2 separate regions of the Pan troglodytes genome follow, and region 1 is linked to region 2. Evidence: chromatin contacts called from public Hi-C data. All regions are on one chromosome and are shown on one strand. Each heading gives the region's core, a stretch centred on a gene start, on an enhancer-like site or on the middle of the called end of the contact. The rest is flanking DNA. Distances are from core to core; before and after follow the strand shown.

Region 1 (5,381 bases), core at 2,476-4,975, 890 kb after region 2:
GGTTTTGTGATTGTTGTTTGTTTGTTGTTGAGGGTTTTCTTTGAGGGGCGGGGAGTGCATGCCCCTGTGGAGAGCACTCATTTAGCTTCAATTAGAGTAATGCCAAAAGTGCCAGATTCCTGGGAAATCAGCCTACAACGCTCCTGCGGGAAGGACCCTCCACTGCCAGAAGTCCTTAGGGCATCTAAGGATCAGACACCGTCAGGGATTCTTTGCCCCTTAAAAACCTACTTGACTAGGGACACGTGCCAGGTAAATTTCCTTCACATTTACTTCAACCTTATTGCATACTCATTTTAGTATTAAAACCTTTAATAAAATGCTCCTATTCCTTCACACTTTTTTTCTATGAGATCTCAAATACCCCTTCTTGCTATTAAAAAAAATCACTTATTATTCACCAGCCCAATATTTTAAAAGTAAAAATAATAAGCCAAGGCCAGGAGCGGTGACTCGCACTTGTATTCCCAGCAGTTTCAGAGGCAAAGGCCGAAGGATCGCTTTAACCGAGGAGTTTGAGACCAGCCTGGGCAACATGACCAGACTGCCTCTCTACAAAAAGTTTAAAAAATTAACCGGGTGTGGTGGTGCACTGCACTCCCAGCTACTGGGCTGGGGTATCAGGCTGAGGTAGGAGGTTTGCTTTGAGCCCGGGAGATCGAGGCTGCAGTGAGCTTTGATTGTGCCACTGCACTCCAGCCTGGGTGACAGAAGGAGACCCTGTCTCAAAAATAATAAGAAGAATAATTAATAATAATAGGCCAAACCAAATACCCATCACCTTCTGCTGTGCCTTCCCTTTCCCCAATAAATCCAGTGTCTTGCTTTCAAATTTTGTGGTTAAAAAAGATGATGAGTTTCTAAGACGTGGGGGCTAAACCTTGTTTGGCTGTTTTAGGGTTTGTTGGAATTTTTTTTTTGTCTATGTACTTGTGAATTATTTCACGTTTGCCATTACCGGTTCTCCATAGGGTGATGTTCATTAGCAGTGGTGATAGGTTAATTTTCACCATCTCTTATGCGGTTGAATAGTCACCTCTGAACCACTTTTTCCTCCAGTAACTCCTCTTTCTTCGGACCTTCTGCAGCCAACCTGAAAGAATAACAAGGAGGTGGCTGGAAACTTGTTTTAAGGAACCGCCTGTCCTTCCCCCGCTGGAAACCTTGCACCTCGGACGCTCCTGCTCCTGCCCCCACCTGACCCCCGCCCTCGTTGACATCCAGGCGCGGTGATCTCTGCTGCCAGTAGAGGGCACACTTACTTTACTTTCGCAAAACTGAACGCGGGTGCAACCCAGAGAGGGGGCGGAGGGAAAGACGCTTTGCAGCAAAATCCAGCATAGCGATTGGTTGCTCCCCGCGTTTGCGGCAAAGGCCTGGAGGCAGGAGTAATTTGCAATCCTTAAAGCTGAATTGTGCAGTGCATCGGATTTGGAAGCTACTATATTCACTTAACACTTGAACGCTGAGCTGCAAACTCAACGGGTAATAACCCATCTTGAACAGCGTACATGCTATACACGCACCCCTTTCCCCCGAATTGTTTTCTCTTTTGGAGGTGGTGGAGGGAGAGAAAAGTTTACTTAAAATGCCTTTGGGTGAGGGACCAAGGATGAGAAGAATGTTTTTTGTTTTTCATGCCGTGGAATAACACAAAATAAAAAATCCCGAGGGAATATACATTATATATTAAATATAGGTCATTTCAGGGAGCAAACAAATCATGTGTGGGGCTGGGCAACTAGCTAAGTCGAAGCGTAAATAAAATGTGAATACACGTTTGAGGGTTACATACAGTGCACTTTCACTAGTATTCAGAAAAAATTGTGAGTCAGTGAACTAGGAAATTAATGCCTGGAAGGCAGCCAAATTTTAATTAGCTCAAGACCCCCCCCCCAAAAAAAAGGCACGGAAGTAATACTCCTCTCCTCTTCTTTGATCAGAATCGATGCATTTTTTGTGCATGACCGCATTTCCAATAATAAAAGGGGAAAGAGGACCTGGAAAGGAATTAAACGTCCGGTTTGTCCGGGGAGGAAAGAGTTAACGGTTTTTTTCACAAGGGTCTCTGCTGACTCCCCCGGCTCGGTCCACAAGCTCTCCACTTGCCCCTTTTAGGAAGTCCGGTCCCGCGGTTCGGGTACCCCCTGCCCCTCCCATATTCTCCCGTCTAGCACCTTTGATTTCTCCCAAACCCGGCAGCCCGAGACTGTTGCAAATCGGCGCCACAGGGCGCAAAGGGGATTTGTCTCTTCTGAAACCTGGCTGAGAAATTGGGAACTCCGTGTGAGAGGCGCGGGGGTGGGACGGTGGGGTACAGACTGGCAGAGAGCAGGCAACCTCCCTCTCGCCCTAGTCCAGCTCTGGAACAGGCAGACACATCTCAGGGCTAAACAGACGCCTCCCGCACGGGGCCCCACGGAAGCCTGAGCAGGCGGGGCAGGAGGGGCGGTATCTGCTGCTTTGGCAGCAAATTGGGGGACTCAGTCTGGGTGGAAGGTATCCAATCCAGATAGCTGTGCATACATAATGCATAATACATGACTCCCCCCAACAAATGCAATGGGAGTTTATTCATAACGCGCTCTCCAAGTATACGTGGCAATGCGTTGCTGGGTTATTTTAATCATTCTAGGCATCGTTTTCCTCCTTATGCCTCTATCATTCCTCCCTATCTACACTAACATCCCACGCTCTGAACGCGCGCCCATTAATACCCTTCTTTCCTCCACTCTCCCTGGGACTCTTGATCAAAGCGCGGCCCTTTCCCCAGCCTTAGCGAGGCGCCCTGCAGCCTGGTACGCGCGTGGCGTGGCGGTGGGCGTGCAGTGCGTTCTCGGTGTGGAGGGCAGCTGTTCCGCCTGCGATGATTTACACTCACAGGACAAGGATGCGGTTTGTCAAACAGTACTGCTACGGAGGAGCAGCAGAGAAAGGGAGAGGGTTTGAGAGGGAGCAAAAGAAAATGGTAGGCGCGCGTAGTTAATTCATGCGGCTCTCTTACTCTGTTTACATCCTAGAGCTAGAGTGCTCGGCTGCCCGGCTGAGTCTCCTCCCCACCTTCCCCACCCTCCCCACCCTCCCCATAAGCGCCCCTCCCGGGTTCCCAAAGCAGAGGGCGTGGGGGAAAAGAAAAAAGATCCTCTCTCGCTAATCTCCGCCCACCGGCCCTTTATAATGCGAGGGTCTGGGCGGCTGAGGACCCCCGAGCTGTGCTGCTCGCGGCCGCCACCGCCGGGCCCCGGCCGTCCCTGGCTCCCCTCCTGCCTCGAGAAGGGCAGGGCTTCTCAGAGGCTTGGCGGGAAAAAGAACGGAGGGAGGGATCGCGCTGAGTATAAAAGCCGGTTTTCGGGGCTTTATCTAACTCGCTGTAGTAATTCCAGCGAGAGGCAGAGGGAGCGAGCGGGCGGCCGGCTAGGGTGGAAGAGCCGGGCGAGCAGAGCTGCGCTGCGGGCGTCCTGGGAAGGGAGATCCGGAGCGAATAGGGGGCTTCGCCTCTGGCCCAGCCCTCCCGCTGATCCCCCAGCCAGCGGTCCGCAACCCTTGCCGCATCCACGAAACTTCGCCCATAGCAGCGGGCGGGCACTTTGCACTGGAACTTACAACACCCGAGCAAGGACGCGACTCTCCCGACGCGGGGAGGCTATTCTGCCCATTTGGGGACACTTCCCCGCCGCTGCCAGGACCCGCTTCTCTGAAAGGCTCTCCTTGCAGCTGCTTAGACGCTGGATTTTTTTCGGATAGTGGAAAACCAGGTAAGCACCGAAGTCCACTTGCCTTTTAATTTATTTTTTTATCACTTTAATGCTGAGATGAGTCGAATGCCGAAATAGGGTGTCTTTTCTCCCATTCCTGCGCTATTGACACTTTTCTCAGAGTAGTTATGGTAACTGGGGCTGGGGTAGGGGGTAATCCAGAACTGGATCGGGGTAAAGTGACTTGTCAAGATGGGAGAGGAGAAGGCAGAGGGAAAACGGGAATGGTTTTTAAGACTAGACTTTCGAGATTTCTGCCTTATGAATATATTCACGCTGACTCCCGGCCGGTCGGACATTCCTGCTTTATTGTGTTAATTGCTGTCTGGGTTTTGGGGGGCTGGGGGTTGCTTTGCGGTGGGCAGAAAGCCCCTTGCATCCTGAGCTCCTTGGAGTAGGGACCGCATATCGCCTGTGTGAGCCAGAGAGCTCCGCAGCCGCTGACTTGTCCCCGTCTCCGGGAGGGCATTTAAATTTCGGCTCACCGCATTTCTGACAGCCGGAGACGGACACTGCGGCGCGTCCCGCCCGCCTGTCCCCGCGGCGATTCCAACCCGCCCTGATCCTTTTAAGAAGTTGGCATTTGGCTTTTTAAAAAGCAATAATACAATTTAAAACCTGGGTCTCTAGAGGTGTTAGGATGCGGTGTTGGGTAGGCGCAGGCAGGGGAAAAGGGAGGCGAGGATGTGTCCGATTCTCCTGGAATCGTTGACTTGGAAAAACCAGGGCGAATCTCCGCACCCAGCCCTGACTCCCCTGCCGCGGCCGCCCTCGGGTGTCCTCGCGCCCGAGATGCGGAGGAACTGCGAGGAGCGGGGCTCTGGGCGGTTCCAGAACAGCTGCTACCCTTGGTGGGGTGGCTCCGGGGGAGGTATCGCAGCGGGGTCTCTGGCGCAGTTGCATCGCCGTATTGAGTGCGAAGGGAGGTGCCCCTATTATTATTTGACACCCCCCTTGTATTTATGGAGGGGTGTTAAAGCCCGCGGCTGAGCTCGCCACTCCAGCCGGCGAGAGAAAGAAGAAAAGCCGGCAAAAGAAGGAGTGTTGGGCGGGGGCGGTACTGGGGGTGGGGACGGGGGCGGTGGAGAGGGGAGGTTGGGAGGGGCTGCCGTGCCGGCGGGGGTAGGAGAGCGGCTAGGGCGCGAGTGGGAACAGCCGCAGCGGAGGGGCCCCGGCGCGGGAGCGGGGTTCACGCAGCCGCTAGCGCCCAGGCGCCTCTCGCCTTCTCCTTCAGGTGGCGCAAAACTTTGTGCCTTGGATTTTGGCAAATTGTATTCCTCACCGCCACCTCCCGCGGCTTCTTAAGGGCGCCAAGGCCGATTTCGATTCCTCTGCCGCTGCAGGGCCGACTCCCGGGCTTTGCGCTCCGGGCTCCCGGGGGAGCGGGGGCTCGGCGGGCACCAAGCCGCTGGTTCACTAAGTGCGTCTCCGAGATAGTAGGGGACTGTCCAAAGGGGGTGAAAGGGTGCTCCCTTTATTCCCCCACCAAGACCACCCAGCCGCTTTAGGGGATAGCTCTTCAAGGGGAGAGGTTCGGGACTGTGGCGCGCACTGCGCGCTGCGCCAGGTTTCCGCACCAAGACCCCTTTAACTCAAGACTGCCTTCCGCTTTGTGTGTCCCCCTCC
Region 2 (5,718 bases), core at 2,674-5,173:
CTATAGGCACAGAATGGGGGCATGGCAGGCCAGGGGAGGTCTTGGGAAATGCAACATTTGGGCAGCAAAACAAAAACTCCTGTCCTTACATAGGTCAGAGGGCACAGGCCAAGGAGTGGAGCCCTAGCCAGTTACCCCCGTCCTCCTCTACTCATCACTTCCCTTCCCCCTTCCGTATCATTTAAAGGTACCACTCTCTTCCCTTCCCAGCACTTCCCTTCCCCGCTTCCATATCACTATGAATTGTTTTCTTTACCACGGTCAAGGAATGCATACATATTTTTTAACCAGTAATGTGATTTACTTGAGAACCCCATTTCCAATAGTGATAAAGGGGACACAATGAGCTTAATTTGCAATAAGGGGGGGTTTCCTTTCACTTCTAGGACAAAAGCCTCTGTCTGAACCAGATGAGGTAGATCGCACTCAAGTGTGGAAACACATTGCAGAATATGCTGGCTTCATTTCTCACCGCATAACACCTGGCAGGGTCCGGAGAACAATTTGTTCTCCAGCTTATTACTGTAGAAACTAAACATTCCCATTTTGTTCTCACTGAATCCAGGATGTATGGAAACTTAGGTTTGTAGCTAACGTAAGGTCTTTAGACATCGTTCTATTCACTAGGCAACGGACACACCTTCCAAGGTCTCTATGGAGCTGCCTTTCCTAACTTACGTAGGACTTGCTGTTCTCTCTTATCTACTTTGGCATGCACTACAAAATGCTTTCATCGTTACTCTTTCATGAGTAATGCCTTCATTTGCTAGAAAGCTCACTGGGGGTAAAGAGTGTGGATTCTGTATGTTTCAAAACAGACTTCGGGTTTACGCTTTCAGTCATAATTTGGTCCCAGCAGTATTGCTTACTGGTTCTGTGTACTTGATCAAAGAGCCAGTGCTCTATTCAAGTTCACCAAATATCAAGCAATAGATGAGTATCCATGCTACCTTTAGATACCAATGCTGCCATTAGCACCTAAAAGTAGCATGGCAACTCATGGATGTTCCCATTACATATGTGAAATTATCCACCTTCATTTTTTAGATGCTATGCTAAATGCTTTACATATGTCAATCCATCTATTTCTTTTTTCTTTTTTCTTTTTGAGACGGAGTCTCGCTCTGTCACCAGGCTGGAGTGCAGTGGTGTGATCTCGGGTCACTGCAACCTCCACCTCCCGGGTGCAAGTGATTCCCCTGCTTCAGCCTCCCGAGTAGCTGGGACTACGGGCGTGCACCACCACACCTGGCTAATTTTATTTTTTTCCTTTTTTTTAGTAGAGATGGGGTTTCACCATGTTGGTCAGGATGGTCTCAATCTCCTGACCTCGTGATCCACCTGCTTCAGCCTCCCAAAGTGTTGGGATTACAGGCGTGAGCCACCACGCCTGGCCCTGCCAACCCATCTTATCATCACAATTACTTTATGATGAAGCTACTATTATTATCTTCCTTTCAGTGATGACACAGTGGCAACAAAGAGACTAAAGTGAGCTGGCATTGAACCCGGAGAGTCTACCCTTTTTGCTCTTGGCCACTATGCTAAACCACTGTGGGAAAGCACCATGCAGAGTGACTGGCACACAGAAAGTCTCCAACAAGCCTCTGTGTATCTCTCACAATAATAGTTTACAAGGCATGACTGAATTGATAGACAAAAAACCTGCAGGCTGAAGCATGGTATTTTTTAAAGTGTTGTCTGTGGGCTACACACATCAGAATCTTGGATTTGACTTCAAACCTACTGAATCAGAAACTGCGGGGACTGAGGCACGGGAAGGCTCATGTTTTGACTATCTCCTCTGGCCAATGTTTTAAACTCTAAAGCTTAAAGCCTGTCAATGTGGTTAAAAATTATGAGCTGGACATCAAAACATCTGGGACATGAATAGCTCTGTACAATTTGCAATTTGCTTTTGTGTGTGTATGCAAAATAATGTCAAAAATATGTGCATATTTTAAAAGTCATTTTATTGTAAAATCCCAGAGAAACATCTTAGAGTCAACTTCTAAGTATAGCCATTGCAATTAGTAAAATGGTTTGTGGTGGGAAAGAGGAAGTAAGCAATACTTTATCAATAACCTTTTTTTTTCCTGCTGGATATAAGCTTTATGGAGTCAGTAACCAGTCTCTCTTACTCCCTGTGTCTTCTAGCCCACATATAACTGACATTTAATGATAACTGTATAATTGAGCAAAAGGATTCCCTACAATAGGAAAGAGTTTTCCAAGCAATATCCAACCTAGCCATTGTGCTTTTCCTGCCTAAAGTCAGATAAGTCTATAAAATGCTTCTTATCAGGGCCAAACATTTTTATAATGGCTTCCACAGGCAGAAGGAATTTATCAGAGCAAGTTTACACTAAAAGACCTTTCAGAATGTCTGAATTCATCCAGATTTTTATAGTGCCAAATAATACAAATTAAAGGTAAATATGCACATTTACATAAAGAAATTCCACAAACTTCTGGTAATTAGCTTATTAGCTCTGAGATAGAAAAGTGGCAGATCGGGTGTAAACCTGAAATGTGATGGTGCTGAATTAGGCAAAGAGAAAGAGGAGGGACCATTCAGTCAAATGGAAGAAGGTAGTGTCCTAGTAAATTTGTAAGAAGGGTTGGTAATTAACACCATGATATGGTTTGGCTGTGTCCCCACCCGAATCTCCTCTTGAATTGTAGCTCCCACAATTCTTACGATGTTGTGGGAGGGACCCGGTGGGAGATAATTGAATCACGGGGGCAGTTTTCCCCATGCTGTTCTCGTGGTAGTGAATAAGTCTCACGAGATCTGATATTTTGTAAGGGGAAACCCTTTTCACGTAGTTCTCATTCTCTCCTGCTGCCGCCATGATTGTGAGGCTTCCCCACCCACGTGGAAATGTGAGTCCATTAAACCTCTTTTTTGTTATAAATTACCCCAGTCTTAGATATATCTTTATCAGCAGCGTGAAAGTGGACTAATACACACCACATCTGTATTATAGTTAGTCCTAAAGTTATATGGATTAAAATTTGCTGTAAATATGAGCTTAGACCAGATGTATGCAGGAGCAGCTATTTATGTAACTTTAACCAACAAACTGCCATCTGCAACTCATCTTCTCATGAACCAAACCCATGGAACAGTGGAAAAGAAGGGGAGCTCACCAGCCTAGATAACTCGATTATCCAAGCAACCCTGGTGATCCACAGGATGATGATAATACCCAAGATAGATGTGTCAAGTAAATGTCTTTTGAAGAAGGGTACTTTTTTTGAAGAAAGGTCGATAACTTGTTCAAGAACACAGCTAGTAAGGAAACAATATTTAAAAGAGGGAGTTCCTCACATGGGAGGGTGTCCTTTGGGTCACAGTACAGTTTCTATTAACAAGCAACATGTTGTTACTGAGTGAGGCTCTCTCAATCCCAGCGTCCTGATCTTTGAAGTGAGTGAAGTGGAATGGGTCAACTTCAACGTTCAGTGAGGACGAATTCTATCCTATAGGGCTGGTCTCAGCACCCATTACCAGCAGAGGGCGCCAGAGCCCTTTGAAAGTGTTTTTTTTTTTTTTTTTGCCAGTCAGTCTTGGCATCAAATTTCTCAGCCTGCATGAATCAAATTATTGCTTGGGGGTGAGTGGAGAGGGAAGTGTCACGGAGTTATCTGACTCCCTCTTTCACTTTCTTAAGGAGGGAGAAAAACCTCTTTTCATTAAATTGTAAGAGATATGCCGTCACAGCGTTACTTGTTAATCAAAACAGGTTTCCCAAATCCAAATGCAATTAAAGCCGAGTTTTTCGAGCTTTATCTCCTTCCTCCTGGGTGTGTATCCCCCTGTGGGAACTCCTGCTGGGAACACTGCTTTGGAAACACTAATATGTGTTGCAGGCCCGTGAATATGGCACCAGAGAAGACGGAGGAGGGAAGCTGGCCTGTCAATTAAGCGAAAGGAATCTGAAACAGGAGAACAGACACAGTGGCGTTCTGCAGGGACAGAAACCTCTGCCAGGGAGACTCGCCCCACACGCTAATAGCAGATTCAGTCTCTCCTGTGGTCTCGGTCGAAAGAATCGCTAATCAGGAGCCACCAGCCAAATTCATGGAGAGGTGGTTTTTTTTTTTTTTTTTTTTTTTTTTGGAGGGAGCTATTACAAAGGAGTGCTGACATAGTGTGAAGTGCATGAAGTGCATGTCATAGGGTCTTAGAAAACATCACCAGCTGCATTCGTTAATACTTAGGCCTAACTGGGACATTCCAGAGAGGTAAATTACTCCTTTGCAATTATTCTTGTAGTATTTTTCACCATGATGTTAGATATTTCTGACTCAAATGAGTATTTCTGGGAAGAATTGTTGTTTGTGGAAATAAAAATGTCAGCCTCTTCAATCTTTGCTCATTTGAAAACCTTTCTTATATGAAACTGAATTGAGAGAGGAAGACAGCAAAATTAAGGCATTTGCTCTGCTCAGGACCAACGTAGAGATAAGTTGCCCTTCGCATTACTATCACTTCTCTTCCAAAGGTTGGTTTTCAAGGGTAGTATGGGAGCAGGAAAAAAAAATGTCATCTGCCCCAGTTTCGGGAACACGTAGGGGGCCCAGGGCAGTGGGATCTAATGTGAGACATGAAGGATGAGGCTGACTTAGCCAGGCATAGAGGGGTTTGGGACACATGTTCTGGACTAGAGGAAGCAACACCAGCAGGGCTTACAAGGGAGATTGTGCTCTCAGTATTTGGCCCACTTTTCTGGGAAGGTGATGCCACGGAGAATGAGCACTTGGCTATGAATTAAATCAATTTAGTAACGTTTCCAATGTGAGGTATGAAAGAATTTGGTCAGGTAGAAATAGTGTATTCCAAATGAAGAACTGGACATTGGATCAGGTCTAAAAATAATTTTCTGCTGAGGTGAAATCTAGTGGGGGACAGGAGACTCAGAACTATTTCAAAACCCAAAGGACAATAAATATTCAACCCACATTTCTGTGCAATCTGATATAGAGAGTAGGAAGGAGAGAAAAGGAAGAACACGATCCTCAATTCAGTAGGTTTAACGGGGGCAATTTTCCCACTTACCCGTAATGGCAGCCTATTTTCTACTTAACGTGTTTAACTTGAGATCTCTTGTTTTAGGTGTGAATGACAGTAGGATGCCCTTTGCCAAGCCTGGGGACTTAGGCCATGTTTTCTTGTAGCCTTAAACACTTGAACAGCTCACTAGAAAATAAAAAGTCCAAATTTGAAATTCTTCCATTTCTTTCTATCTAAATTACCTGACTCCAGGGCATTGTGAATGCAGATGAAAGGGCACCATCACTAAAGGGATGTAATATAAGAAAGATCCAAAGAAAAGTCCCAGGAAATGGAGGCGTGTGCATCTCTGTGGTTGCTACTTTTGTGTTTAGAGTCTGAGGAACTGGCGTGGGATGGAGGTAGGGAGGGTAAGGGCCATCTTCTAGGGGTTTCTGGAGGGAAGGGGTTCTGGTAATGTAAATTCCCTGGCTGTAGAGTTGAATATTTGAGCTTTAATGGAATTATGGGTGTCCACAACTCAAATCCTACCTGTGGTAAAAGAAGAAATGAAAGCCCAGAGAGACTGAGAGGACAAAAGATTTTCCAGAACCTCTTTTTATATCTCAACCATCATTGTCACAATGAATCCCAAATGTATCATTCCTTGAGTTCTCCCTACACTCACAGCATGAAGGCCTTGTAGACACAAAGCTGTT

Evidence for each region. Hi-C and Micro-C count contacts between places; a contact is called where the count stands out from the background.
Region 1: a Hi-C map of stem cell-derived neural progenitor cells shows a contact between it and region 2, with 6 times the contacts expected there. The contact joins the promoter of MYC here to the enhancer-like site in region 2. A contact is called at or near these places in 2 of 7 Hi-C or Micro-C datasets (induced pluripotent stem cells and stem cell-derived neural progenitor cells) and 1 of 1 datasets of contacts at active chromatin or transcription factors (stem cell-derived excitatory neurons).

The regions. Positions count from the first base shown.
Region 1 is chr7:138,015,113-138,020,493 of NHGRI_mPanTro3-v2.0_pri, forward strand. MYC (MYC proto-oncogene, bHLH transcription factor) reads left to right here and starts at 3,726. Exons shown (of 3, transcript NM_001142794.1): 1 at 3,726-3,755. The coding sequence starts at 3,726. LOC129135886 (a long non-coding RNA gene) reads right to left here and starts at 1,101. Exons shown (of 4, transcript XR_008536968.1): 1 at 959-1,101.
Region 2 is chr7:137,120,523-137,126,240 of NHGRI_mPanTro3-v2.0_pri, forward strand. No RefSeq gene overlaps it. Among named protein-coding and RNA genes, the nearest start is that of LRATD2, 260 kb to the left of the region's middle. Within about 2 kb of position 3,924, at least 12 of the 24 cell types and tissues checked have an H3K27ac peak or open chromatin away from gene starts, as enhancers often do. A contact at or near this core is called in stem cell-derived neural progenitor cells, where this site is marked.